Linked DNA regions of Mus musculus: region 2 is linked to region 1. Evidence: chromatin contacts called from public promoter capture Hi-C data. All regions are on one chromosome and are shown on one strand. The core of a region is the stretch at or near the end of the contact, and the rest is flanking DNA. Distances in the headings are between cores, read along the strand shown. Region 1 has its middle 58 kb from the start of 4930529L06Rik. Region 2 overlaps Jam2 (junction adhesion molecule 2).

Region 1 (2,700 bases), core at 82-2,581:
GAAGAGCTGGTAACATGAAAGAAGATCCAAAGCAGGGTGGAAAGAAAGAAAAATTCTAATCTGGGAAAAAGGAGAGGTGGAGGGGAGAAATTAATGCATTTATAGGAAAAGACATCGTGACATTATTCTTTGGTGGAAAACATTGGGTGATAGACAGCCAGAGACGGTGATTTTCTTCTTAATGGAAAGACTAATTTATAACCAAACAACTTTTTAAATGATGTCAATCTCTACTAAGGCCTTGGCAAAATTTCCACTGAACTAATGCAGTTAAAGAACTAGAAAGGCATTAGCCATAAATCGTATACTTTACAATGCTCACACATCTTTATGATCTTGTCTGCAAATCTCATAAGATTCCTGTTCCTTTGAGCTTCTTGCTTACTAGAATCCTGAAATCTCAGAAGAAAGGTCTTCCCTGTGGGTTTCCACAAAGCATGTCAAGTACAAGGATTCGTTTTTAAGACACTGGTTTTTCATTTATTCTGCAACTGTTTGTTGAGTGTTACCATGTACCAGGAAGACCCTGAGCAGACACCACACTGAGCCAAAGGCAATCTGCAATATGAATGAAGGTTCTCCAACCTAAGAAGTCAGTCTCCCCTACCCCAACTCTCCCCCTCCCCCTCCCCCTCCCCCTTCCCCTCCCCTTCCCTCTCCCCATCCCCCTCCCCCTCTCCCTCTCCCCTTCTACCTCCCTCTCCCTCCCTCTCCCTCTCCCTCTCCCCCTATACCTCCCTCTCCCCCTCTACCTCCCACTCTCCGTCTTCCTCTCCCTCTTCCCCTCTACCTCCCTCTCCCCCTCTACCTCCCACTCTCCCTTTCCCTCTTCTCCTTCCTCTCTCTCTTTCTTTCTCTTGCCCCTCTTGCCCTGTCTCCCTTTCTTCCTCCCCCCTCATTACTCCCTCTCTTCCTCTTCCCCTCCCTCCCTCCCTCTCTTTCTTCCTCAATTGATATCATTAGTGCAATGATCAAGAAAATAAATTCTAGAGTTGAAGTTTAAGCCCTATTTCCAGTAAGAAAAAAATGTGTTTTATACTAATAAAGAATTTATTAATACATTAAAATAAACAAACACTAGAGGATAGCACAAGCCGCCCTGGGGTGTGCAGCGTGACAATCATCCCTCAAGCAGCTCTCAGACAGGGTTTTGATTTTGACACACTGCATCCTCTTTTTCCTTGAGAAATGATTCCTGGGTTGTTGCCAGTCAGCCAGCGCTCCTTGAATATTTCTAAGTTATTCCATCCAACCCACTCTTTCCTCCCTCAGGGCGTCGTTAGCACAGGCACTCAGTTTCAGTTTCACTTTTTCAAACTGATAGTATTGAGAAAAAAAAAAAAACCCTGAAGTGAAAGTGTGAATCATAACACTCAGGAGTTTAGGGCCAGCGACCCATTTATAACTCAGAAAACCATGGGGTATTTCCAGACTGATGTCATTCAAAGAGAGAATGCCAGGACTGCTGAAGAATGAGAGAAATTACCCAGGCTGGTTGGGGATTTAGATAACAAGTGGGATATTCCCAGCTAATTATTTTTATATATATTTTTTTTTAAAAATGTTTTTCACAAGACCAATCTAAGTTTCAAATCCTCATGCTGACACTTATCTCAGAAATTGCCACTGTACTTTGAGTCACTTTTAATTCTCATAACAGAGACCATGTACACTAAGATATTGATTTAGATAGGACAGCAAAAAGCCAAGGCTGGAGACATGCACTTACAAGGCAGCCTTCGGAGGGTCGAGCCAGGATAACAAGCTCTGGGCTAGAATGGGCTACACAGCAAGTTTAAGGCCAGCTTATGCTACTCGGTAAAAACCTTTCTTCAAAATACAATGGCTGAGGTTATAACTCAGTGTCGAACCATTTACTTACCAAGCTAAATCCCCGGGTTTACATCTCTGTACATATAATAAGGATACTACAATATAAAGCTTTTATACTGTCTTTTTTATTTTCTTTGAAGATGTACCTAAATGCTAGCTATCATAAATTTGTAAGAAACTATTTTGCTTATGAATATGGTGTTGCATAGGAATAAACTACCTTTGCTCATTGATTGAGTTTTACTTTATACTCTTTGAAAAAGAAATAGACATCAATTGTCATTTTTTTAACTAAAAATTAATAGGATATTTCTCTTCTCCCCACTACAATGAAGCTCTTTGGAAATTTTCCAGGTTTAAGTAGATGTTAAACCTAGCACACATCATAAAGAAGAAATGTTTTCCAGCGAATATTTTCTTCTTGCTCTCTACATTTGCTAAGGAAATGCTGCTGGCTTCAGCTCTGTCATATTGGCTCTTCAGTTTGCTGGTTGCTTTGGTAATGTTTTCTAAATCCACTTGTGAGTCAAAGCTGCTGCTACCCTCTGCAATGAGTGTACAACTTGGTCTCTTGTGAATCAATGTTCCTGACGTGTTAGAAAGCAGAATTTTTAGTTGGGCAGTGTTGGTGCACACCTGTAGTCCCAGCACTTGGGAGGCAGAGGCAGGCGGATTTCTGAGTTTGAGTCCAGCCTGGTCTACAAAGTGAGTTCCAGGACAGCCAGGGCTACACAAATCCTGTCTCAAAAAAAACAAAAACAAAAACAAAAACAAAAACAAAAACAAAAACAAAAACAAAAACAAAAACAAAAACAAAACAAAACAAAGAAAGGAGGGAGGGAGGGAGGGAGGGAGGGAGGGAGGGAG
Region 2 (2,700 bases), core at 86-2,585, 190 kb after region 1:
ATATAAAATGAACATGTAAGTTCAAAGTTTAAAATTAAGTTGTTTTTTTTTTTTTAACCAGGAAAACAAATGCTTTAGTTTTAAACAAAATGACTCGAGGAGGATACTACATAGAAAGTTGCTTGATTATTTCTAATGTTATTGTCTTTTGTTCCCCCCCCCCCCCACAAAAGGTGACTTTAAAGACCGTGCTGAGATGATAGATTTCAATATACGAATCAAAAATGTTACAAGAAGTGATGCTGGAGAGTATCGCTGTGAAGTCAGCGCTCCGACTGAGCAAGGCCAGAACCTGCAGGAAGATAAAGTCATGCTAGAAGTACTAGGTACAGCACACACATATGTAACGGCTGCCAGCTGTCCCGTCCTCGTCCCCCAGCCCCGCGGAAAGATTTTGGCTTTGTTTGTTTTTCAGCAGCCTGGATGGTATTACATAAGTTTCCTGTCTCTCCTCTCCCTTTCATCTTCAGTCTAACAGAGGCATACTGGATCCTTTTTGTACTTTGAATTACTAGACACTTCCTTCGGTAATTAGCCAGCGTGAACCCTGAATTTTAAAAGTCCATGCTAGGGTCTGGAAAAATGGGCCAGCAGTGGTTAAGAGCATTTGATGCTCCTGCAGATGACCCAGTTTGTCCCAAGGTCATTTCCCAGCATCTACATGGTGGTTCAGAAACTTCTGTCACTCCAGGTCCTGAAGATCTTCTACCCTCTTCTTCTGACTTCCATTCGCATTCCATGCATTCGGGGCATATACATACATTCAGGTAAAACATTCATACACATTAAATATACATAAATAAATCATTAAAGCCACCATGTTGTGTGGTCATATCCACATTTCTATATTACCGAGAATGGATTTGAAATCTTAATTATATCTTCCAGATTTCTTCATAGTACTTTATAAATATAATCTTATATAAAATATATAAATATAATTTTAAGTACTGAGAGACCATGCATGTATACTGAAGATGGGAATGTTGTGGGACTGCCAGGATTCTGCCTACCATCTTCAGTCCTGAATTTTCAAGGAGATTATTAATAGTTATCTACGGTCTTACTTAGGGTTTTCTTGCTGTGAAGAGACATCACGGTCATCCAACTCTTTGTAAGGGAAAGCATCTAATTGGGGCTGGCTTATAGGTTCAGAGGTTCAGTCCATTTATCATCATGTTGGGAAGCATGACAGCATCCAGGCAGACATGGTACTGGAAAAGGAGCCAAGAGTTCTACATCTTAATCCACAGGGAGTAGAAGGAAACTATGTGTCATACTGGGTGACCTCAAAACCCACCCCCACAGTGACACACTTCCTCCAACAAGGCCACACCTACTCCAACAAGGCCACAACTCTTAATAATGCCACTTTCTATGGGACAAACATTCAAGCACAGAGTCTGTGGAGATCATTCCTATTCAAACCACCACACCCACTACATTCTATTTTAGTTCAAGTCTCTAAGACCCAATTTCCCCAATGAGACCCTTCTTTTTTCCTTTATTTAAAAAGTACTATATAATATAATATGATAAGATAAAAGACCCCACTTCTTAAAGTCTCCACAACCTCTTCGAAAACATCAAGAGCTGGAGACCAAGTGTTCAGACACATGAGTCCATGAGTCACTCCATATTCAGATCTTATTGTTCTGCTCCTGAGTTCCAAACACTCACGGATATTTAATAAGGGAAATCCATTAAGTCTAACTTCAAAAGTCACTAGTCTCATGGTTCACACCCTGTTCTAAAGTCTGAAGTCTTAAATTGTTCAAGGCAATCGCTTAACTGTCAACCCTTATGTAATAAAATTTAAAAATAATGCAGTCTTCAGAATAAACATTCCTATTCCAAAAGAGACTAGTGGGGCCTAGAAAGGAAAGGCTGGACTGAAGCAAGGCCAAGACAAGGAAAAGAACCAAACTCCTCAGCCCCATGTCTACTCCCCGGAGCTCCTGCTGGTGTCTTCTGGGATCAGTGACTTTGGACAGCCCCATCCTGGGGCACATGTGGCTTCTCCTTGGGGATAGCTCTGTTTGGTGCCTGAATGGTTTTTCAGTGAGAGCCTTTTACAGTTTTAATATCCCAGGGTTTCACTACAACTCGGGCTTTGCCTTCACGGCTTCACACACTACTCACACAGCCATTCCATGCACAGAATCGGACAGGCTACGCGGATATTGCAGCAGCTCTCTGGGATGCTGGCATTGTTGCCAAGAACTGTATCCTGCCCCAGATGTGTCCTGACTTTCTTGGACCACAGATCCTTGTGTGCCTTTGCTACTGAACTCAGGAAAAACTCTTCCCTTGATGCCCGTTTAACGACTGATATCTATGACACTGTGTTTTCAGGAACACCCCTTCCACTTGGATTTGAATTGTTACAGTATGGAGCTCTTCTTGATAAATGGGTTTCCCCTCAAGGCACCCCTTCTTCCTTCAGGGTGCCAGTGTGTTTAACAATTACAACTGCTTTGTCTGAACCCCCTTTGGCCTCCCTGCCTGCAGACTTTAAATGTCTCTGTGCACCTCTGTTGCTAACCTTCACTTTCACATCTTTCCACCTTTCCCTTGTAAATCTGACAAGAATTGCTGGGGTTACCATGGTTACCATGCACAACTTGCACGCTAGGCTGTCTTGACATTTCCTCTGCCAAACAACTTGGTCCACCACTTTAAAGCTCAGTCTCACTCCAG

The links. Capture Hi-C pulls out chosen DNA fragments and counts their contacts.
Region 2: a contact with region 1 is called in a promoter capture Hi-C map of adipose tissue. The contact joins two enhancer-like sites. A contact is called at or near these places in 2 of 484 Hi-C or Micro-C datasets (embryonic fibroblasts and natural killer cells), 2 of 115 datasets of contacts at active chromatin or transcription factors (CD8 T cells and microglia) and 2 of 9 other capture datasets (adipose tissue and liver).

What each region holds. Positions count from the first base shown.
Region 1 is chr16:84,620,195-84,622,894 of GRCm38.p6, forward strand. No RefSeq gene overlaps it. Among named protein-coding and RNA genes, the nearest start is that of 4930529L06Rik, 58 kb to the right of the region's middle. Within about 2 kb of position 1,332, at least 148 of the 459 cell types and tissues checked have an H3K27ac peak or open chromatin away from gene starts, as enhancers often do. A contact at or near this core is called in adipose tissue, where this site is marked.
Region 2 is chr16:84,809,171-84,811,870 of GRCm38.p6, forward strand. Jam2 (junction adhesion molecule 2) reads left to right here. Exons shown (of 10, transcript NM_023844.5): 4 at 174-326. Among named protein-coding and RNA genes, the nearest start is that of Gm46557, 12 kb to the right of the region's middle. Within about 2 kb of position 1,336, at least 7 of the 459 cell types and tissues checked have an H3K27ac peak or open chromatin away from gene starts, as enhancers often do. A contact at or near this core is called in adipose tissue, where this site is marked.